Linked DNA regions of Mus musculus: regions 1, 2, 3, 5, 6 and 7 are each linked to region 4. A link is a contact called in public HiCAR-type, HiChIP or PLAC-seq and promoter capture Hi-C data. All regions are on one chromosome and are shown on one strand. Each heading gives the region's core, a stretch centred on a gene start, on an enhancer-like site or on the middle of the called end of the contact. The rest is flanking DNA. Distances are from core to core; before and after follow the strand shown. Region 1 holds the start of Nup50 (nucleoporin 50). Region 2 holds the start of Srebf2 (sterol regulatory element binding factor 2). Region 3 holds the start of Cyp2d22 (cytochrome P450, family 2, subfamily d, polypeptide 22). Region 4 holds the start of Tspo (translocator protein). Region 5 holds the start of Prr5 (proline rich 5 (renal)). Region 6 holds the start of Polr3h (polymerase (RNA) III (DNA directed) polypeptide H). Region 7 holds the start of Naga (N-acetyl galactosaminidase, alpha).

Region 1 (2,918 bases), core at 168-2,667, 1.4 Mb after region 4:
TGAATAGCTGTGATTGTGGGTCTGGTCTGTATTAATGAGGATCTTCTTGTTACTCTGGCTGGCCTGGGCTGATCCTCTTGCCTCAGCCTTCCAGTAACTGTGACTTTAGTTGAAAATGCCCATGACCTGACTGACTTCAGATACTTAAATTATCTCTGGAGTACTTATAGCACTAAATATGACGTTAACGACATAGCTGAAATGTGTAGAGAATGACAAGAAAAATACCTTGCATGTATTTAACACAAATTTTCAGAAGACACTTCATTGGCAGTCAGTTGAATCAAGAACAAATGTGTGCATTAAATGCGATCTGGCTTTTTCTCTTTCACTCTGCTGGATCTGGGGGAACTGAATTTAGGGCTTTCCTCGTGCTAGCCAAGTACTCTACCACCGTGCCAGCTAGTCTCCTTTTGCAGTTCTTGCAGATCGATGGATGAAACACCCTGAAAATAAGGGACTTGACTTCTCCCTTGGAACCCCCTTTGTCCTCTCTCAAAAGTTTGGAACTATTGCTCTAGAAATGCTAGTTTCTCTGAGACCCGTTTCCGGATGGTTAAGGATGGGTCTGACATTCTGGTTCACATTCTCGTTAAAACTCAAGCAGAAGAATTAGACCAACCGGAATCCCTTCTTAAACAACTGAACCGCTTTAGAGTGCTGTAGTCAGCTAAAAGCACACAAAACACGAGTCCTGGTCCAGGACGCATACGGTTCGTCCCGCAGCTGAATCCCTCCGGGGACTTCATCTCCTGTGGGCCCTAGCTGGTCCTGCAGCTTGGGGCAAATTTACAGCTCCCAACGAGGAAATCTGTGGACATCTATCATAAAGCAGCAATTGGGGCAGGTGACCTTTAGAGTCCGTCCCGCAGGGCTCTCCAGCCCCATGTCGGGAAGAGCTACCACAAGCTTCCAAGTCTCCGCAGACTGAGATCCACCCTCCCCAAGGCCCGTCCACGTGAGAATCACGTTGCACCCGCCTCGTGCTCCCCCCAGATCCACGGCCAGTCTCCTCAGCCACCCACCACACCATCGGAGGCCTCCAAAGTCACTGACCACAACGCCTCCCGCTAGTGTCTCGGCAGCGATTGGCGCGCGAACCTCCTCAAACTGGGACGGCGGCCGACACGTGACCAACGTGCTTAACCCGCGTTTGACAGTGGCTTTGGCTCCCGGCCCGCTGCCCGCGCTCCCTGTGCGCACGCGCGAGCTCCAATGGTCCTCCCGGCGACTGTTTCTAGGGCGGGCTTGCGCATGCGCCGCGCGACCCAAGTGGCCCTCAGGAGAAGGGGCCGGCGGCGGAGGCTCCGACGCGCATGCGCAGTAGCTGGATGCGGGCGTCGCTTGCCTCTTCCCCCTCCCCCTCTCTTTTCCCTCCGATTGGTTCGGAGGCGTCCATTCGAGTTACAAGATGGCGGCCCCGGGCGCTCTCTTCACCGTTCTGTAGCAGCTTCGGGCTGAGCGGATGTCTCTTCTTGTCCTCAGTGTCGGACTCAGAGACACACGGCTCCCGAGTTCTGCTGATCACGAAGTTCCCGGAGGCGCTCGACGCACCGGAATCTCCCAGCGGCCGCGACCGCCGCCTCGGCCCTGCTCGCCGCGGCGCCGGGACTCCAGCGTGATCGGCGGCGGCAGTCAAGGTAGGTGAGGGCCGGGCAGGCCAGGAGGGCGGGGCGGCGGCCGCCTTGGCGACGCGGCGGGCTGTTTGTGAAGCCGGACCGGGCCGGGCCTGCCGGGCGAGCCGCCTGGCAGTGGAAGGCTCGGCTGAGCGCGGGCCTCGGCCCCAGCGGAGGTAGGCGGCGGTGGCAGGGCCGCCCTGGCCCAACCCTGGCTGGCCTTCGCCCCTTACATGTCGTCTCCCCGGCTGTTCGGTCCCCCGGTGCCCTCACCGAGTTTCCAGGCCGTTGGTCACCCGGGTTCGTCCAGGGCCACTTTTGAGGTTTGGGCTTTTCCGGGGCGTTATAGTGACCTCGATCGGCTCCTGGTGTTTTCCTGTGAAAGTCATCTCTTGACCGCAGAGTTGTGCGGGTGCGCACACCGCAGGAAGCGGCCCGATCGTGAATAATTCACACACACACACACACACACACACACACACCATCACCATCCCCTGTCAACACACACACACACCCCGTCCCCCGGCAACTTCCTAGCTTCATATCTTAAAAGCATTTCGTGGAGCCATTTTACCCACAAACGCAGACATTTGGCAAAGTCTTCCGGGCAGCTGTTGTAAGTCATTTATTACAGGGATTAAATTTCCCCGGTAACATATTGGTAGAAGCTTATCTAGTACGTACGAGACCCTGGATCCTGTCCCCACCGCTTTAAAAGAAAAATAAAACAGAAAAGCTTTAATAACAACAATAATAGCTGGCAGATAAGTCTCAAGTGCCAGGCCTTGTTCCAGATAATTTGCAGAGTTGTGTTTAACTATGGAATGTGAAATAAGTAGGTATTTGGTGCTTTAAAAAAAAAAGTATGTATCTCCTATGTTGGCCTTGAACTTGTTCTATGGCTTAGACTGGCCTCAAACTGTCATCCTGCTTCAGCCTCCCTCTACCATCACCCGGGTTGGTGAAATGTGTTTTAAAAGTTTAGCCTATAGTAGTAGTTACTTTTCCCTCTACAGCTTTTGAGTTTTGGAGTAAAAATAGGGGTTATTTTTGTTACTATTTTGACAGGACACTTCCTCTGTTTGAGGCACTCTTCTAAGCTATGCCATCTTAGTTTTCATAGCAGTCCCTCTGTCCCACAGATAATCATTCGCCAAACCCGATTGCCCAGGCTCGCTCAGCTTGTCCTGGAAGCTAGCAATAGCATCTTGTATTTTCTCAAATAAGTAATGCCTCGGACCACTGAATCAACAACAGATCTATGAGCCAGGTAGGTTTGGGACATTTTAGAGTCATCAGGAA
Region 2 (2,931 bases), core at 200-2,699, 1.4 Mb before region 4:
CACACAAAAAAAATTCAGGCCACTCTGGACAGCTTCCCCAACCCCACCTAGAAACCCTGTCTCTTGCTCAGTTCTTTGCTATTTCTTGTCCCCCAGCAGAGGCGCCTCTCCCAGTAAATCTCTCCTGTGAGACTTGTTGTGATGTGACTTTGTGGGTATTCCCAGGCGCCTGATTGCCAGGATCTTTTTCCCTCTCAGAGCTGCAATACCTTCACTGGAGACCCTTTCCCCCTCAGAGCCTGCTGGAACACTTCATCCCAGAAGTTAAGAGCTGTTTGCTTGCCACGGAAATCAAATAAATGTGACAATGACAACTGTGGTCTTGTGCTGTTTTAAAGATGACAAACCAGGCTTATCAGCAAACAGTTGCTTAGCCAGCCCAGGAGCAGGAAGTGGCTTATTGGATATGCAGGTCTCCCCACAGAGCCTTCAGCTCTGACCCCCTAAGAACAACTGCCTCAGACTCACAAGAAGCTCTTCCTATGTATGCCATGAAAACCTTCTTCCTCTCAGTATACACTTAGGTCCTTTCTCAGATGTCCATTCCAGCATTTCTTTTTTTTAACGATGCCCTGATATTCTACTGTTTGGAGGTAATTTATGTACCTGATGCCTTACTGTGTTACTGTTTTCCCGTTAGAGAACTTTGTGATGAATGTCTTTGAATACATGTACTTAATAGCATTCCTCGGAACACTAATCTTTTTGTTTCTTCGGATAAGTTCTTGGAAGCGTGCACCTTTGTGTGCAGTGTGACCGACTACCTGTAAGATGATGCAGTGAGGTGACTGCAGGAGTGGGGCCTCACCTGGAGAGACCATTGAACAAATGACCTTGTCTGAAGGCCTTAGAATGATCGAGGTTTCCCAAAATTGAGGGCCAGTTGTAAAATGTTCACAATACTCAGGTGATCTCAAGACCCTGTTAAGTCTCGGATGGGATAAGTGTGACTTAGGGTCTGGATAGCCTATCCCAGAATGTTAGGGTACTATGATTCTACCCAGAGCTAGGGGGAGGGAAGAGGCAACTGGGGAGATGACGTAATGTGCTCCTAGAGTAAAGGGGGCGGTGGTAGAAGGTAGCGCCGGACAGCGGTGCGTTAACCCTTCTATTTCCGGGCTCTCGACAAAGTTGCTCCTGGAGCTGATCCAACGGAAAAGTAGCGGCTCCTTTAAGCCAGAAGAAGGCTGGGACGAGGACCCGGCGGCTACTCTCCGCTGGCGCTTGGATGCCGTGAGGGGCGGAGTCCCGCTATGCAAATCTGAGCTGCTGATCGATGACGCACCATCACCCCATGAGCCGCTTCGCGCGCCGATTGGCTAATGCAAGCCTGGTCCCATTGACAACAAACTTGGGGGTGCGGAGGCTCGGGGCGGGGCTGCAGTGGGCGCGGCCCGGGGCGGGGGAATTCTGCCCCGCCCCTTCCGTGGAGTCGGGGCGCAGCTCAAACATGGCGGCGGTTGGCACGGGGCGGTGAGGCGGTACCAGGTGGGGGCTGTCGGGTGTCATGGGCGGTGGCGGCGGTACCGCCTCCGCGTCTCCCTGAGCTGGACCTCACGGGGGACTCTGCGCCAAGCTGGGCGATGGATGAGAGCAGCGAGCTGGGCGTTCTGGAGACCATGGAGACCCTCACGGAGCTGGGCGATGAGCTGACTCTCGGGGACATCGACGGTGAGTGGCGGCGGCTGGGTGGGAGTGCGGGGGGCGCGCGGGGAGGAAGGGGTTACGGCGGCGCTCGCGGGTGCGCGTGCGCCCACCCCGCGATCGCCCCGGCGTGCGCGGGAAGGAACCCGCGGGGGCCGGGCTGCCCGGGAGGTTCCCAGTTCTTCTGGCTCCAGAGTCTGAGCCCGGGTCGTGACGCAGGGCTCCCGGTGGCTGAGGAGTCGTGGGCGCCGCGGGGCCCGAAGCGGGGCTGGGGGCGTCGCGAGTGCCGCCAGAGGAGAAAGCGAGGCGGCTGCCTCCCTCGCGCGCCCACACGCGCTCTGGTTTGTCCGGTCTTCGCCGGCGTCCCGCGTCGCACCTGTCACTCCCTGCCTGGCCACTGGAGCGGCTTCGGGATTTCCCGGACTGCGCTCCCGGGCTCGGCTCCCCCACGCCCCCGCTCTTTTCGGGATTGACTGACAGCCGGGTCTGCGGGCGCTCTGGAAAACTTTGGGCAACAGCTGCAAAAAGCAAGTTACTGATGGAGTGGACAGAGACCGCAGAGTGCGGCGGCCTTGGATGGAGACCCGGGCGCTCCTGCTGTCGCACTGCAAAGGGAGTTGAGCAGCAAGAATTTTGAGTTGTGGCCCCTCGGGTACAGACTAGGGAGCTGGTGGCCTTTGTTTCGGCGGCCTTAACAGCGAAGTGGAAGAACTGGTAGGAGCCCAGGGAACCTCTCTTAAAATTCTCTCACTTTTCAGCCACGGGAAGGAAGGTTTGGAGAGGGTCCCAGACTTGCCCGCGGTCATCATGCTGGTTAACAAAGCCCAGTTCTTTCTGTTTCTGAGCCACTATTAGTTTCTTTCCACTCCACCTTTAAGAAAAATAGGCTAGTAATTAAGTCATTCTCAGTAGTCAGGGCTCTTCTGAAGTTCTCAGTCCCAAATACTTTGCGTTAGTTCATTTATTCAATCCCGCTGAATTGGGTATCGCTCAGTTTTGCCGGAGGTGTCGTTTAAGGTCACTTACTTTAGAGAGTCCAGAACTCCTAGGCAGTGACTCAGTTTATGGAATGTTACTACACCTAGAATCTAGAACCTTGCAGGCAGATGTGATGGCCACATCCTCGCTTCGCAGGCGAAGAAGCAGGTAGAAGGTTCTCTCGTGGAGAAAGGAGTGACAACAGTTGTTTAAAGAAGGTGTTGGCCAGGTGCCTGTTTTGCTTTTGTAGCATTTTGTAGCATTTTTCCCTTAGGGTTCGCCCTTACTTCTCATTTTGGTCATCCAGAC
Region 3 (3,321 bases), core at 246-2,745, 1.2 Mb before region 4:
TTAGTTCAGCTGCTCTGCTGTTCTCCTTGGGAGCCCCAAGGCAACTCTTTCTAGCTCCTTCAGACAGTCCCTGCAGGAAAAACCTCCGACCCTTCACACCCTCAGAGCTGGGGGGTGGGTGGGCAGTAACACTTTCAAAACTTCAGGGCTAAATACACACGGTAGTTTACTTGTAAGCAGCAGGATTGCATCAAGTTCAAGGCCAGCCTGAGCTACGGTATGGAATCTGGTTTAAACCCACGAAACCAACAGCTGGGAAGGAAAGCAAATCTCTAGAATAGTCTGTTAGTTAACATAGGCAAGAACTGTAGGACACTTGGTGCGAGGAATGCTTGGCTGTTTACAGAGAGAATACTCCAGTGTCTGCTGCTGCCCTGACACCCACAAGAACTGGGTGGGCTGCTGGGTAGGGACAGCCATGATAGAGTACAAGGTATTAACTGTACATTCTAGTTGGTGATAGAAAAAAAAAGGGAATTTCTACACTGAACATACAAGGAATTTCACTCCCTTTTTTTCTATCCTTCCTTCCTTCCTTCCTTCCTTCCTTCCTTCCTTCCTTCCTTCCTGTTTTGAGACAGAGTCTCACTATGTAGCTTTGGCTGTTTTGGAACTCACTATGTAGACATGTAGACCAGACTGTCATAGAAACTCACAGAGATCCTCCTGCTCCTGCTTCCCATGTGCTGGGATTTTGTGCCCAGCTCAGTGTAGATTTTTTTTCCTAATTAAATGGGGGTGGATCCTCTAAGCCAATCACTGACAACAACATCCCAGTTCCAGGGGGTGCAGCAGAGTTTGTGAGGTCCAGGGTCCACTCACCGTCCCCACCCTCTTTTCCCCACCTTCGCTGAGCCCCAAAGGGCAAAAAGAGAGGTCTTCGGAGAGAGGTCTGGTTTGCTTAGGTACCGCCTGTCCCTGATAAGGCTAGAATGCACGCCAAAGGGCAGGTTATGCAAAGGTCCAGGGTCAGGCTCCACTCTGCTTACTATAGGACAGAGATTCTCAGCCCTGCGGCCTGGCTACAGGCGGGTTCCCAGGCTCTGTGTCTTAGGGGATGAGCCCTTCAAAACCTGCCCTCTATCAGACTCTAGGAGGTTCTAGCATCTTAGCCTCAGCTTGGGACAATGGAAAACAGTTTACTCGGAGGCCCTTGGAGGTTCCCCTCTGCCCACTCCAGCCCCGCCCAGGGGGAGGGACTGCTACGCTCCAGTGCCAAGGTAGCCCCAGCGCAGGGGTTGGGGTGGGGGCCCGCCTCGCACCCCTTGTACAGCGAATGGGCAGACCCGCAACCCTGCAACCCTTGCCTTTACCGGTGCGTTCTGAAACTCAGCCGAGGAGAGGCAAGAGGTGTCTGGAGCCTCGCAGGAACAGGAGGAGTAGGAGCTCGAGGAAAAAGGGCAACTCAGGAGGATTCACTCTGAGGTGGAGGGGGAGTTGTGAGGAGCAGCAACTCTGAAGAGGAGGGCACGTTCTGACGGGGAGGAGGAAGAGGAGGAGGCGGGAGAGGAATGGGGTTGGGGGGGGGGGGAGAAGAGGAGGCGGGGGAGGAGGGGAAGGAGGCGGAGCAACTCTGAGGAGGATGATACATTCTGGGGAGGAGGCTTCCACTCTGAGCATGAGGGGGACACTCTGAGGAGGCGGATCCACTCCCGGGAGGTGAGACCGATTTGAGGAGGAGGAGGAGGAGGAGGAGGAGGAGGAGGAGGAGGAGGAGGAGGAGGAGGAGGAGGAGGAGGAGGAGGGGGGGCCTTCCTGGGAGGAGGCACTGCAACGAGGAGGCGGGGCTCTGAGTAGGAGGCTTCAGCCCTGACAGGTCCAAGGTCAAAACCTTGCTATCTCCCCCAGCACCCAGAGAGCCCCCTGGGACTTAGCTTGTGCTCCCAGAGGGATTAGGGACCACAGTGAGCGACAGATGGTTCTTGTGGACACTGAAGACAGAGGGAACTGCAGTGAGAATGTAAAAAGCAGTCATTCATTCACCCTTTACACACACGGGGATCATGCTGAGATTAAGAGTTAATTTTTCATCAGTGACCACAGAGACCGGAAGACCACACACAGGATAACACACGCACATCCTGAAGAACATCATCCACATGTTCTTTGTTAAGAATAAAGAAATGTCCTTCGGGAATTAAGTAGTAAGCAGGTCATTTCCAGATAAATGTAGAAGGTCATTGGTGTCAGTGGACTTAGCATACAGGGCGCAGTAGAGGGAGTTCTCCATGCTGAAACGAAGTGATGCTAGCCAGTTAACTCACAGCCATAGAAGAAATGAGCACAGGGCGCAGTAACAACGCGGTAAAAGTGCTAGCGTGCTTCGGGTTGTAAGGCCTTTCTTTTTGTCTGTATGCCTGAAAACCGATGCATAGAACACCAGTTACAAGTCTGTCTTCATGAGTACAAAACATATAAACATGCTATCTGTGGCAAAGATAGTATAGCGGGGAAGGGTGAGAGACTAGACGAGATGTCCTGTGTCTGTATACTACAGAAGGTAACTTGTTATTCAAATAAGGTTTTTGTAAGTTTAAGGTGTTGTTTTATGCCTGGCAGCTCACTGGTCAGCTATCCTGGGATATGTAATGTGGCAGTAACAGCAAGGGAGACCCTGCCTTAACAAGGAGGGAGATGAGAACGGAATCCCAGATGTTGTCCTTTGACCTCTCTAGATGGCATCTCCCCCAACTCCATGTACACACCCTAACAATAAGTTTTAAAAGATGCTGATTTAATCCCCAAAGTAAATAATGGGAATCAAATAAAATAAAAAAAAATAAAACAAATAAAAAAAAATAATAAAACAGAGATGAAAGGAGGGTCAAAGAGGAACACTAAGATACCACTTACACAAGAAGGGCAAGGGGAGGGGAGGGGAAGAGGAAAGGAATGCAGAAATAAAAAGGAAACAGAAGAGGCGATGTATAGCTGTGACATGAACACTTGGATCAACAGTGACTTGGGGGGGGGGAAGGATTGGTTTCAGCTTACACTTCTAGGTCACAGTCCATCATAGGACAGTCATGGCAGAAGCTGAAGCAGGCACCACAGGGGATTGTAGCGTATTTTTGTAAATGTTGCTTTTTGCTTCCTATTTTTTCCTTTATATTCTTACCAATACTTTGTGAGTTCTTTTATCTGTCTCCTCACAATATGTTCTCTGGCTCTCAGCTCAGCTTCTCCTGGCTCAACTGTCACCAACTGTCTTCTCAGTCTGCTAGCCCAATTCACTTTCAACTGTCTCCTATTTTCACTCTTCAAAAATCTCTTCCCCTCTCTAGCCCTGTTCAGTTTTCTTTCCTCCTGCATCAACTGTCT
Region 4 (2,921 bases), core at 128-2,627:
AATGAGCCACTGAGAGGGAAGATGCTTCAGTTAGTTTTCTGTTTCTATCACTGAATGACATACTGGGCCATTTATATAGAGTACAAGTTACCGTCCTCAGGGTTGTAAAGTTCAAGGTCAGAAGCTGCATCTCACAAGAGCCTCCTTGCTGGTGGAGACTCTCTACAGAATCCAAGGGATGTAGGGCTTCATCTGACAAGAGGGGCCCTATCCGAGAACCTGCACTGGCTGGCTTTGATACCAGACCTACACTCAGGATAACCGATGGATCTATTCCTGAATGAATCGTGAATGGATAGGGGCCACACCGTGAATCCTTGGGACATAGTCACCTCAAGGTCCACCTGGTCCCACTTGGTTTCACCTCTTGATTCTTCACAACGGGGACTAAATTTCCACCATAGATCCCCTCCCCCAGCTCCCTCTCCCCCTTCCCGGTGACAGTCAATCCTTTGCAAATACACAATAGGACGTGAAACCTATCCAGGAGGCAGACAAGGGTACGCCAGAGGGGCGCAGAGAGACTGAAAAGCTGTAGGCACGTACAAGGCATGTAGAGCCGTTGCCGCAGGGATTGGCAAGGCTGCAGAGGTGTGCTGAGAGATGTCTCAATCAGACCGCCTTCGGCTGCTGTGCTGCTGGTTAAGAACAGGAAGCCCGGGACTGGGACGATACCTTAGTGGGTCGCATGCTCACCTTTACCTTGCAGACACCAGGATCTGAGTTTCATTTCCAGAACCTGTGTTAAAACCCTGGGTATAGTAGTACACAGTTATAATCCCAGGGCCCAGGAGGTTGAAACAGGCAGATTGGTGGGGCTCCTTGCCCAGCCAGCCTACTCTAATTGACTCACAGGAAGAGGTTGAGGGCTGCCAGCAAGTGGGTGTGGCCAGGCATAGCGCCTAGGGCCTTACTAACACAAGAGGCAGAAAGCGGTTAGTTTTGTTTTCCTTTATTTTGGGCAGTGCTGGGGATTGAAACTCAGGGGCCTTTGCGTGCACAGAAAGTACTCCACAATGGAACTATATCCCAAGTCCCTCATTAAAACAAACAAACAAATAAACAAACAAACAAAAAACACAAAATACGGATAAGATGATAGGTAGAATTCAGCCAGGCACAGTGGGGGGGGGGGGGGGAATATAATACGCAGCTCAGACTGACTGCGAGCTCACTGTCATCCTCCTGTCTCGGTGTGAAATACAAACATGTGCCACCTCTGTGGCATTCGTTGTCTGCCTGTCTGCGATGCATCTCTCCCCTCTGTGTCCAGGCCCACGATGAGGAGAGAAAAAAAGAGGGGTGCCTGGTTGAGGGCGGGCCTGGGAAGGCAGGGTGCCTCCGGGTGCGGCGCAGGGCGGGGCGGGGCGAGGCGGGGTCAGCGGCTACCAACCTCTGTGCGCAGTGTCCTTCACGGAACAACCAGCGACTGCGTGAGCGGGGCTGTGGGTACGTGAGACCCTGACGGCGGGGAGCCAAAAGGGAAACTGAGGCCAGGTCCAAGCGGGAGGGACTCCTCCCGAGGATGTGCTGCTGAGGCTGAGGGTGTTTGGCCTTTGGGGACAGCGGCCAATGTCCTGTGCCTACCTCGGTGAGGCAGGAGTTGGCTGCTGCAGCTGGAGGCAGCTGGGCGGGAAGAGGAGATAGCCTCTGGCTGCTGGGAATCCTGCTTCCCCTGCAGAGGAGTTCTGGGATCCGTGGGAAACCGAGACTATGCAAAGCCCAGGAGCCAGGATTTGAGCGGCAGCTGCCTAAGCCTGCTTTGAGATCAAAGCCTGCATGTGTGGTGTGGACGCTTCTCCTGCGTAGTGATTTGTGAACTTGGGTACTGCGTGTGTGTGCCTGGCCGTCTCAGGGCTGAGACCCGCCAGCGTCTAGAAACTCTTGATAGTGGTAGGTACCTGAGGGGTGAGGCCGACAGACAGCAGGCTTGCTTTTTAAGCTTTTCTCTGATCGGAGTTTTCGGCTTCTGTTTGTGTTCCCCTTGTTAGGGGGTTGTGCAAGCGGCGCCTTGAAAGCCAGTTTTGTTTGATAAAGTTGCCACTCCGCCACGCCATTTCCCCACACCCCAGACCTCATGGTGACCAGTTCCTGCCGGTCCTAACTGACCTGTTGCTGGCGCGATGATTACTTTCAGAATGAGAAAAGCTGGCAAAAGGTATAAGGAGGATTTGCAAGTTCGTTAAAAACAAAAAGTCCTAAAATTCCTCGGGACAGAAACGGCTTTGCTGGAAGGAAAGCTCAAGGATGGGAGGAGCTTCACGCAGTGGACGGAAGAGGGCGTGGCCGGCTCCCTTCTGTTTCTGGGTCATAGTCTCTAGGGAAGCCCCAGGGCAACAGGTACCCCAGGCCCATTGGCTCTGACCTAGCTTCACAGATAGCAGCCTAGGAGAAGGAGGGCTCAGGCATCCTTTCTGGCTGTCCTACTAAGAGGTGGGGCCCGAAGCTCTATGGAGTGATGGTGCTAAGTATGGAGAGGGCGATGCTGTTGGCCTGTGTCCATCAGACACTGAGAAGAGAGACAGCCTGTGGACCTGATCCTTGCCCAGGGCATTGTATCCCAAGGGAAGGTGACCGAGAGTGGCCGAGTGTCATTGTGGATGTAGAGATACCAACCTGGAATGTTCTACAGTTTCCCCATCAGTTTCTTTCTTTCTTTCTTTCTTTCTTTCCTTTCTTTCCTTCTTTTTTTTTTAAAGATTTATTTATTTATTATATGTAAGTACACTGTAGCTGTCTTCAAACACCAGAAGAGGGCATCCGATCTCATTACAGATGGTTGTGAGCCACTGTATGGTTGCTGGGATTTGAACTCAGGACATCTGGAAGAGCAGTCAGTGCTCTTAACCCCTGAGCCATCTCTCCAGCCCCATATCAGTTTCTTTACCTGGAAGGTGACACTAGCAATAAACCCTTTCTGG
Region 5 (3,368 bases), core at 566-3,065, 1.1 Mb after region 4:
TCCGATCTTTTTTATTTTAAAATTTTGATTATGTGTATGAGAATGTGTGCCTGAGTGTGGGTTTGTGTACTTGCATGCAGTGCCCCAAAAAGGCCAGAAGAGGGTGCTGGATTCACAGAGCTGGAGTTACAGGTAGTTTGTGAATTGCCACATGCTAGTGCTGAGAACCAAACTTGTATCCTCTGAGAGAGCAGTTCAGCCTGAGGGTTAGGGTTGTGATTTTACGTTGGCCGGCATTCATACCTATCCTGACGCACATAGAGTTTGTAGGCAGAGACTGGACATACTTGATACAGGATGTAAAACCCCAGGGTCTGGAAGGATAGAGAGAGACCATGGATGTGTGGCCTTCACTTTCCAAAACACAGGAAACTGAAGCCTTTGAGAAGTGACTCACCCAAAGCTTACAGCTGCTCCAGGGATGGAGAGCACCCACCCGGGACATAGGACTAGCCACAAGGCTAGTGCTATGGAGCAATGACAGCCCTCCCCTCCCCTCCGCTCCCCTCCCCTCCCCTCCCCCCAGCCATGCTGACCACCACTGTACACCTGAGTGAGCAGTTTCTACACCCCCACCTGAATGCCGCATCCTCCCAGACCTGGGTTCCTTGACTTGGTTCAGAAAGCTGGTGCCTGTTGTTTGGAGACTGGAAAATTCATCTGCTGTTGACCCCCAAGTCAGGTCCTCACTGGGGCCATTGACTGAATGAAGGAGGTAGGAGCAGCCCAGCCCTTCCCTGCCCTGGCTGCCATTTCACAATAGGTTGAGTGGCCTTCGGCTCTGTGAGAGTTCTTGCGAACAAGGAGTTGTCTGTTTGATCCTTGCCTCCTAAGACAGGCATGTGGGGGTGTCCAGTACACAGTGGCTGGTTAGGAAATGCTGATGGTGGGAGTTGAACCATGACTCTACTCTCCTGCAAGTCACCTGGGGCTGTGCTTGGAAGTGGCAGGCAAAACGAGTGGGACTCCCAGATCTTGCTTGAAGGAGGCTGTGTGTCAGGAGCTGGGGTGTCAGGGGCACTGTGTGTTCGTGAGCCTTGGTCCAGCCTGCCATGTTCTGGTGGCAGAACCCGGGAGAGATTATTTTGCCCTGGGTGCCCCCACAACATTCCCAGCAGGTAGAATTCAAATTTGCCTCAATGCCCCAGGGCTGTCCTGTCCTAGGATCATTTTGCCTTGTGCCTAAGTCACCAGGATTGAGGAGACACTCTGACTTCTACCATACAAGGGGATCTGGGATTCAGGGGGTGCCACTGTCCTCCATTCCTTCAACTCTCGGTGCAACAACCCCTCTGGCCAGTCAATCATCCAAGGTACCGGCCTGAGAGGACCCTAGTCCCTGGCCCCTCCCCCGAGAAAAGGCTCTAGGACAGCCTGGTCATGCTAAACTCAGGTGGGGTGGGGCTGATGGCTGAGGCACCCGGCAGAAAGCTTTGATCCGCAGTGGGCGGAGCCTGTGTCCACGTGAAGGGGTCTGGATAGATCTCTGTGGGCACAGCCTTTCCTCCTGGGATGGGTGTCTGGAGAGGGAGTGAGTTCAAGAGACGTTAATGGGAGCCTATGAGTCCCTGTGCATGGTGTGTGTGTGACCACAGGGTTGGTTGGGTGCCGGGTGGACAGTTGGGATTGAACTGCTCTGTGGCTCCTGTGTGGTGGCTTCCGAAGGGAAGAAGGGAGGTGGCTGAGAGCAAAGGAGCCAGCCCCTTGAGCTGGCCCTTTGGCCGCAGAGGGCTCCAAGACGCCGGCCCCGCCCTCCCAACAGGAGACCACGCCCACTATGGCCCCGCCCAGGCTGGAGGCCCCGCCCCCGGCCTGCTTTTGCGCTCCGAGCGCTCCACGCTGAGCCGCCGCGAGCCATGGTTCACAGGGCCCCGCGCTGGGAGTGCTGCCCCGGGCGGGGGCGCAGGACCCGGGCGGGACCCCACGGGGTCGCCGGGCTTGCTGCTAGCCGCCGACTATCGTCGTAGGGGACGCGGGGGCGCGTGTGGGCCGGGGTGAGCATGAGGACTCTCCGCAGGTTGAAGTTCATGAGTTCGCCCAGCCTCAGTGACCTGGGCAAGAGGGAGCCGGGCGCGGCGGGTACGGACGAGCGGGGCACGCAGCAGCGCCGGGCCTGCGCCAACGCCACCTGGAACAGGTAAGGCGCGCAGCCCGGAGCGGCGTGGCCGGAGACCGCACCGCGCCACTTTGCGCGCAGCTCGCCCCGCCGCCGGGCCGTGCGCGGGGAGGGAAGTGAGTGCAACGTGTCAGCGGCTAGAGCCCACGATCGCTCCCCGGGGGTGGGTGGGTGGGTGGGCGGCCGGGGAGCAGGAGGCCTCTGAGCCCCCACTTCGCAGGGGCGCACTTGAACCTCGCGGGCCCCCGGCGGGGCGCCGCTGCACTTCCTGTATGCGTGTCGGGCCCTCGGCGCGGGGTGGGCGGTGGCTTTCCCTGAGTTGGACCCCGGGCCTCCCAGCTGTCCGCGGGGGTGCGCCAGCTGCCAGACATTCCTTACCGGACCCTTCCGGAGGCCCATCCAGGACCAGCCGGGCGTGGGAAGCCCCTCCCCCAGCTGTGTTCTCAACCAGTCACAGATAGTTCTTTTAGCCATAGTTCCCCGGTGGGTCTCCTCTTGGCCCTTAAGGAAAAATTAAAAAAAAAAAAAAGTATTTCCATCCAAAGTAAAACACGGATTGAGGGAGGTTTGTGGATGCTGGCTCTCCACTCCACCCCTCCACCTGGCAGAGAAATCCTGCCAGGTTCTTCACCCTCTGTGGTCTGCCACTAGGGACACGGCTGTCACTTGGACACATGTCTTCTGTTCATCTAGTCTGAGAGCAATCGGGGGGGGGGGGCACCCGGCTGCCAGCAGGGACCCTAAGTTCCTCCACTAAGCTGCAGCCTGCCTGAGAGCTGAGACTACCTACCTTAGTTTCCCTCTCTGCTGGGCCTACACCGGTCTCCTCATTGGGCTGGGAGCAGAACTGTGAGAGAAGGAAGACTCCTTTTCCCCAGAACTGCTCAACCACTCTCTTCGTCCCCTTCCTTGTCTCTGGCCAGGGTTTAGTGGAGCCATGCTGACTTTTGGCTCAGATTTCAACTCCACTCCTCTGTTGTGTGGCCCTAGGCAGTTGGTTTTCCACTTCTGGTCCTCAGTTTCTTTATTAATAATATGGGTGAGTGACTGTTGTTGGAGTAAATGTGAAGATGTGTAATCAGGCTGTGAGCATGAGTTCTGGCACACAGTAGGTCTACCCTGTAACTCAGAACTCAAGTCTAGGAACATTCAGAGAGTAGTGTCTCGGAAGTTACTAGAAGCAATTTTGTGGGGACCCTTTCACCCCATCTGGGGGCCTCTGGCTCAGAGGGCTTTGATGGCGCCACGTGCC
Region 6 (2,966 bases), core at 146-2,645, 1.6 Mb before region 4:
CTGTTCCCCACTCTGTGAATGCCTGTCCTTCATGGCATTTACCCCAGCTCATTACAACAAGACATTCTCAAGCCAACTTCTTCTCACTAGGCTACAAGGGCAGAGCCTGTGTCTCCCATTGGAGAGAGTGAAAGTCCGAGAAGGCCCCTGTAGTCATAGAAAGGGAAACACAGTAACCAAATGAATACAAGAAAGGGGCTACTGAGCTGGCTCAGCCGGTACAGCTGCCTCCCTCTAAAGCTGAAAGCTGAGTTCAATTCTAGAGACCCGCACGCTTATCCTCTCACCTCTACTCTCACACTGTGGGCAACACAGATAACACAAACCGAGGCCCAGAGAGGGTGACTTGGCCAAGACAACACAGTAATTGAACGAGGAAACAGGCATATTCCAGTTTCTGTTTTACAAACCCATTTTGTACACACGCTCTCTCCGTTTTGTTTTCTGGCAATCCTGAGAACCGAACCAGTGACTCCGCGAATGTCAAGCAAATTCAAGCACTGTTCAGCATCCTGATGCTTTTTGTTTCTTTTGAGGCAGGGTTTCTCCGTTGTAGCCTTGGCTGTTCTAGCACTCCCTCTGTAGACCAGGCTGGCCTCGAATTCACAGAAATCCGCCTGCTTCTGCCTCCTGAGTTATGGGATTAAAGGCATGCGCTACCGCCAGCAGCTTCGGTGCTTTTAATTTGTCTGAGTCAAGGGCTAACTATATTGCCCACGCTGGCCTCGAACACAGGATCGTCAAAAAGCCTCAATAGCCAAGAAGCTCGGATTACGGGTGTGCACTACCTCGCCCGGCCCATTTACTCCCTTGTGTACACGTTGTCACCCAAGTCTGGTTTATAAGGATGCGAAGGAAAAAAACCCCGACATGAAGTTAAGTGTGCAAGGCCAAGGGTGAACCAGGCGATAGCCAGACTAGCAGTGGGACCGGTAGGGACACTGCCGGGCAGCCCGAGGGCCCAGTACCTTGTTGGCCAATTTCTTGTTCAGCTCCTCAGCAATGGAATCGTTGAGTTTCCGCTCAAACTGCCACGGGGGTATGCGCACGGTGTCCACCATCTCCACCAGCACGAACATCCTGCGCTAGGGCTCTGGAGACCGGAGAGGCTGCCAAGCACGGGGGCCTGCGAGCTGTGATGGGGTGGGGGGGACCCGAGCCTCCTCCGTCCCTTCTCAGCCTCTGACAAGCCAAACCTGCAGCCGAGCTGCGCGGGAGGGCCTGGGCTCCAATTCTGGAAGCTACGCTCGTCTCCCGGAGGAAACTGAGGCCCGCTCCCGCCAGCCTTGGAGGAGCGCCGGCTCCCCGTCCCCGGATGCCACCCTGGCCTCGTTCCGTCCGCACCACGCGCGGGAGCCACGCGCGTCCAGCAACGCTGCGCTTGCCAAACCAAATCAACTCAGCTTCCGGAAAACTGACCAATAAGAAGCATCTGCCCGCCCCTGCGGGTCGCAGAGCTTCGCGAGGCTCCCGTGAGGGGCGGGGCCGGAAGGTGGGCGGGGCCGCCAGCACTCTCCCGCAAGTGAGAGAAGAGGGGCGGGGTAGAGTGCCGAAAGGGCGGGGCCCCATCCTGAAGCAAGCCAACCCCGGGCCCCTGAGAGAGTCTGGTTGCTAGGCGACAAGTCTGCACTTCAAGCCTGATTGTCTTTCTTTTGCACAACAGCCAGATAGACCCTTTGAAAATACAAATTTAACACGTTCAAAATAGTCTTTACTCCAGACAAAGTACCCAAGAGAGTGGGCAGAAAAGGGTCGCCGGGCCTTCCTGGATGATGTCATTTTAAGTGGTGCATTTGATGGATATGCTCACCAAAGCTCAGCACACAAAGCTTAAACAGCTGAAACAGACTCACGCTTGTAATACCAGCGCAAGAGAGGGTGAGGCTGGACAATCACTGCAAGTTCAAGACCAGCCTGAGTTACCAAATGAGATCCTGTGGCCGGGCAGTGCTGGCGCACGCCTTTAATCCCAGCATTTGGGAGGCAGAGGCAGGCGAATTTCTGAATTCGAGGCCAGCTTGGTCTACAGAGTGAGTTCCAGGACAGCCAGGGCTACACAGAAAAACTCTGTCTCGAAAAACCAAAAAGAAACAAAAAACAAAAAACACAGATCAGCTACATAGTGAATTCAAGTCTAGCCTGAGGTACAAAAGACTTTTTGTTTGTTTGAGACTCTTTCTAAAAAGAAAAAGGGGGGTGCCTAACAATGATGGTGACACACGTCTTTAATCCTAGCACTTGGGAGGCAGAGGCAAACGGATCTCAGAGTTTGAGGCCAGCCCAGTCTACAGAGCAAGTTTCTGGACAACCAGGACTGAACAGAATAATCCTGTCTCAAAAAAACAAAATAGAAAAATTTTCTTGCTGCACACTTTTAATCCCAGCAGTTGGGAGGGGCAGAGACTGTCAAATTTCTGAGAGTTAAGACAAACCTGGTCTACCAAGAGAGTACAAGATAGTCAAGGCTATACAGAACACACTCCCTCCCCCACCCAAAAAAAAAATGAGGAGAAAAAAAATAAGGCATTTTGGGCTGGGCGTTGATGGCACACACCTTTCATCCAAACAATTAGAATGCAGAGGCAGGAGGATCTCTCTGAATTCGAATTTGAGGCCAGCCTGGTCTACAAAGCAAGCTGCAGGACAGACAGGGCTACACAGAGAAACCCAGTCTCATAACACATGTAAGACAACAGTGTGCCTTTCTAGAAACAAAGTATTTCAGGGAATTGACAGGAGAGGTAAGAATTGATTAGCAATGATCTTCATAATATCAGTAAGTAACTTGTTTTACATTTCTATGTATATGAAGTGTTTTGCCTGCATCTGTGTGTGTGTGTGTGTGTGTGTGTGTGTGAGAGAGAGAGAGAGAGAGAGAGAGAGAGAGAGAGAGAGAATCAGAAGAGAACCTCTGATCCCCAGGACCATTGAATTGTGAGCCACCATGTGGGTGTTGGGAATGGAAT
Region 7 (3,270 bases), core at 282-2,781, 1.2 Mb before region 4:
AAAATTTTTTTAAAATTTTTGCTGATGAGTGTCTTTCACCCACTGACCCACTGACCCCATTTTGTTGCCCTGGGTAAGCAGATCTTACTCACCTGATGCAGTTCTTCGGGTCCTCCACACAGTCGATGTTACAGCGGAAGCGTTCCCAGGCCAGCCAGCCCATGGGTGGAGTCCGCAGTAGCCCATTCTCCAGCATCAGTACCTGAGCCACCAGGGCCAGTAAGAGCACTGAGGGGGAGGTGGATGGTGACTTGTAAATGGTTCCTACAGCACCCCACCCCCCAACCCCAGTCATCACCTCAACCCCTCCAGCCCTTCAGCCCTCCCCAGGTACAGGCCAGTAGGGTTAGAGTTGCCTCAGCCTGTGAGTGCAGTCTGGGGGGGGGGGTACATGGGGCAAAGTAATGTATTCAAAAAGCTGTTGCTACAGACTGGGAATCAATGGAACGGACCCCTGAAGTCATGTCCTTGATATACATGAGACCAGATGCCCTCTTCCCTCCCTCCCTACACAGAAATGACAGTTCATTGTGGACTCTGGGTTTCTGAGGCCTTGGAGTTTTTGCTCTCCACCTCAGAAAGCCTCAGAAGGGCCTAAAGGGGTTGGTCAGGGTGGACTTGTACCCAGCTGCTCACCTACACAAGCCCCTTCCTCTTGGCTTTCAGCTTCCTTATATATAAATTACCACACCCACATGACAGGGCTGCTACAGCCCGCCAGGATCGGGTAAGATAGGACCTATACACTGGAGCAGGGCTGAAAAAGGAAGTGGCCTCTTTGGAGGGGAAACGATTCTGAGGTGTGGGGCATCTCCTTGATTTTCCTGGCCCAGCTCCAAGGAGAGGCACACTTCTCCCCACATACCCCCATCAAGAAAGAGGAGGGCTGGGGCTTCCTCGCCACAGTCCTCCCCTGCAAAGCCACCTGAGTAGGTGAGGGTACCTGTCTTCTGCAACATTGCCTTGGAGTCAAATCTCAGGACCCACTCGAATCTGCTCTTAGCAGCTTTATATGCTGAACTGTGGAAGATAACAGATGTTATGTATCCCACCGGGCATAGTGGGACCCACCTTTAATCTCAGCACTCAGGAGGTAGAAGCAGGAGGATCTCTGAGTTCTGGGCCAGCCTGGTCCACATAGCCAGTTTCAGGCCAGCCAGGGCTACTAGGTAGAGAGACCCTATCTCCGAAAATAAAAGTTACGGATTCCACATTTGGTCCCAAGTCGCTTTCACTACCCTCACACACTCCTTCCCTACCCTTTACTTCCCGGAATCTAAGCTCTTCTTTTAGAACTACAAATAGTCTAGGACACTTTGCCCAAGAGCGGTTGTGACTGGTTCTAGGAATACCAGGAAGAAGGAAGGCTATAGGCCATGTCCGGTTCCAGGTCCCCGTGTGGGTTCAGATTCTCGGTTCTTAAACATCGCAGGCCCAGGGTCCCCCTTGATTCTTACCCTCGCGCTCGCTCAGTCCGCGGTAAGCCGTGAAAGCCCCCGTGGCGGCCGCTTGTACCTATAGCGACCCGGGAGGCGGAATGTCACGGGACAACCCTTCTTGAGCAACCAATCAGAATCCCCTAGCAACGCCGTGCCCTCCCTCTATGCCCCAGCTCCCAGCCTCCAAAAGCTCCGCCCATCTAAGCTCGCGTTCTGCGCGTTCCCGAGGCGCGCTCCCGTGGGAAGTCGGCTTGGGCGCCCTGTGCGCGCGCCGCTGTGCCTCGGGTCTGGTTGGAGTCCTCCGTCCTCCGCCCCAGAGGGCGGGGGTGGTGGCCCGCACTGCCCGTGCTCAGTAAGTAGCTGTGCAGTGAATTCCTACAGAGGGCGATACCTTGCTCTTTTTTTGTTTGTTTGTTTGTTTGTTTGTTTGTTTTATTTTGTTTTGTTTCTTCGAGACAGGGTTTCTCTGTGTCCTGGAACTCATTCTCTAGACGAGGTTGGCCTCGAACTCAGAAATCCACCTGAAACCTTGCTCTTAACCACTCGAAAACGGTAGTGAAAGAGGCTGGGTGGGGTTTCAGCTCTCGAAAGGTCAGGAGGCTGCCCCCTCCACCTGACACCCAAGGGGTTGTTCGCCCACCCACTCCCCAAATGTATTTATTCATTACTTATTCATATGTTAAACACAGGCTAGGTGCCAACCACTATTTCTGGATGCCTTTACACCGATGATGATCATAGCTGTCCCCTCTCCGAATCTGTGCCATTTTCCTCCTATCAGGTAATGGCAAACCGACTTCTCTGCCAATCTTTTCTCTCAGCCTTTACATGCAATTGTCCAAAAATTGATTCCTGCCTTTAAATTCCACCTCTCATCCCACCCAGTAACGCTGGCCTCATTACATATTGCCTGGATGATTCGGAGACAGCCCTCAAGGGCCTCCTTTGTCCACCTTACTTCTCCAAGGCAGCCAAGGCAAACCTGAAAACTCAGCTCTGTGGGCTGGTAAGATGGCTCAGTGGTTAAGAGCACTTAGTGCTCTGGCAGAGCACGAGGGTCCGTCTCCAGACTCACATGCCAGGGGATCTGATGCCCTCTTCTGAACTCTGAGGCCACCAGGCATTCACATGGTGCACATACAGGCAGATAATCGGGCACACACTTAACCTAAAAAAACGAACCCAACCCAGCCCTGGTCTTGTCTCTCTGAAGTCTGTGTGATGGCTACTCTCTTAGTTTGGGGAAATGGTGTTTCTAAACCCCACCCTCTACCTTTTGACCCTATTCCCTGCCGTCATCTTCCTCATTGCCCTCCTTGTGGCCCCTCAAACACAGCCTTTGAACCAGCTGTGCCTTCTGCTTAGAATGCACTTCTAGATATGGGCATAGCCGACACCCTCATTTCCCTTAATTATATGTCCAAGTGAGGTCTACTCTGCCCATTCTTCTATTTAAAAACGGCAAGCTCTCCCCTCCCTCCTCAGGAAACTCATGCTGTATTCTCCCCTTACCCACCCTCCCGCGACCTTCACCTTGTAACACATTTACTCTAGTGGATACTACTAGTTGAAGAAAAGTTAGTGAACATTGCAGCCACCAACCACCACACTCCCCCCTTAAAACATCCAGCAAAATGTAGGGTATGCTTGTTTACATTGTGAGGTCAGGGAGGAGACCTCAGAGCGGACAGCTGAGACCTAAATGTCAAGGAGCTCTAAGTGGGGGTAGGGTGAGAGGGGAGGGCCGGCTGGGCTTCAGGAACTGCAAAGCAAGGGTTGAGGTGGGAATCCACAAAGCCCGTGGGCAGGCAGGCAGGCATTTGAACACAGT

What was found. Promoter capture Hi-C pulls out the DNA fragments that hold promoters and counts their contacts. HiCAR-type assays count read pairs that join an accessible place to other places. HiChIP or PLAC-seq counts read pairs in DNA pulled down with a chosen protein or histone mark.
Region 1: an H3K27ac HiChIP or PLAC-seq map of bone marrow-derived dendritic cells shows a contact between it and region 4, with 5 times the contacts expected there. The contact joins the promoter of Nup50 here to the promoter of Tspo in region 4. A contact is called at or near these places in 3 of 39 promoter capture datasets (3T3-L1-derived adipocytes, erythroid cells and liver), 1 of 484 Hi-C or Micro-C datasets (B cells), 3 of 115 datasets of contacts at active chromatin or transcription factors (bone marrow-derived dendritic cells, embryonic stem cells and pancreatic cancer cells) and 1 of 9 other capture datasets (liver).
Region 2: a contact with region 4 is called in an H3K27ac HiChIP or PLAC-seq map of bone marrow-derived dendritic cells, with 4 times the contacts expected there. The contact joins the promoter of Srebf2 here to the promoter of Tspo in region 4. A contact is called at or near these places in 7 of 39 promoter capture datasets (the 3T3-L1 cell line, the C10 cell line, erythroid cells and 4 more) and 4 of 115 datasets of contacts at active chromatin or transcription factors (astrocytes, bone marrow-derived dendritic cells, large pre-B cells and 1 more).
Region 3: a contact with region 4 is called in a promoter capture Hi-C map of hippocampal neurons, with 4 times the contacts expected there. The contact joins the promoter of Cyp2d22 here to the promoter of Tspo in region 4. A contact is called at or near these places in 2 of 39 promoter capture datasets (hippocampal neurons and pre-B cells), 1 of 115 datasets of contacts at active chromatin or transcription factors (astrocytes) and 1 of 9 other capture datasets (adipose tissue).
Region 5: a contact with region 4 is called in a promoter capture Hi-C map of hippocampal neurons, with 4 times the contacts expected there. The contact joins the promoter of Prr5 here to the promoter of Tspo in region 4. A contact is called at or near these places in 2 of 39 promoter capture datasets (hippocampal neurons and liver) and 1 of 115 datasets of contacts at active chromatin or transcription factors (kidney).
Region 6: a HiCAR-type map of astrocytes shows a contact between it and region 4, with 3 times the contacts expected there. The contact joins the promoter of Polr3h here to the promoter of Tspo in region 4.
Region 7: a contact with region 4 is called in an H3K27ac HiChIP or PLAC-seq map of double positive thymocytes, with 5 times the contacts expected there. The contact joins the promoter of Naga here to the promoter of Tspo in region 4. A contact is called at or near these places in 5 of 39 promoter capture datasets (the 3T3-L1 cell line, the HPC-7 cell line, HPC-7-derived erythroid cells and 2 more), 3 of 484 Hi-C or Micro-C datasets (LSK cells, myeloid progenitors and peritoneal macrophages), 8 of 115 datasets of contacts at active chromatin or transcription factors (T-cell acute lymphoblastic leukemia, cardiomyocytes, double positive thymocytes and 5 more) and 4 of 9 other capture datasets (adipose tissue, embryonic stem cells, liver and 1 more).

The regions. Positions count from the first base shown.
Region 1 is chr15:84,922,011-84,924,928 of GRCm38.p6, forward strand. Nup50 (nucleoporin 50) reads left to right here and starts at 1,418. Exons shown (of 8, transcript NM_016714.2): 1 at 1,418-1,640.
Region 2 is chr15:82,145,820-82,148,750 of GRCm38.p6, forward strand. It overlaps Srebf2 (sterol regulatory element binding factor 2), which reads left to right and starts at 1,450. Exons shown (of 19, transcript NM_033218.1): 1 at 1,450-1,671. The coding sequence starts at 1,584.
Region 3 is chr15:82,378,765-82,382,085 of GRCm38.p6, forward strand. Cyp2d22 (cytochrome P450, family 2, subfamily d, polypeptide 22) reads right to left here and starts at 1,496. Exons shown (of 10, transcript NM_019823.4): 1 at 1,314-1,496.
Region 4 is chr15:83,562,196-83,565,116 of GRCm38.p6, forward strand. Tspo (translocator protein) reads left to right here and starts at 1,378. Exons shown (of 4, transcript NM_009775.4): 1 at 1,378-1,449.
Region 5 is chr15:84,679,183-84,682,550 of GRCm38.p6, forward strand. Prr5 (proline rich 5 (renal)) reads left to right here and starts at 1,816. Exons shown (of 8, transcript NM_146061.4): 1 at 1,816-2,137. The coding sequence starts at 2,001.
Region 6 is chr15:81,924,818-81,927,783 of GRCm38.p6, forward strand. It overlaps Polr3h (polymerase (RNA) III (DNA directed) polypeptide H), which reads right to left and starts at 1,396. Exons shown (of 6, transcript NM_030229.4): 1 at 969-1,396. The coding sequence starts at 1,079.
Region 7 is chr15:82,337,295-82,340,564 of GRCm38.p6, forward strand. It overlaps Naga (N-acetyl galactosaminidase, alpha), which reads right to left and starts at 1,532. Exons shown (of 10, transcript NM_008669.4): 1 at 1,458-1,532; 2 at 944-1,020; 3 at 93-228. The coding sequence starts at 959. It also overlaps a transcript of Pheta2 not described here.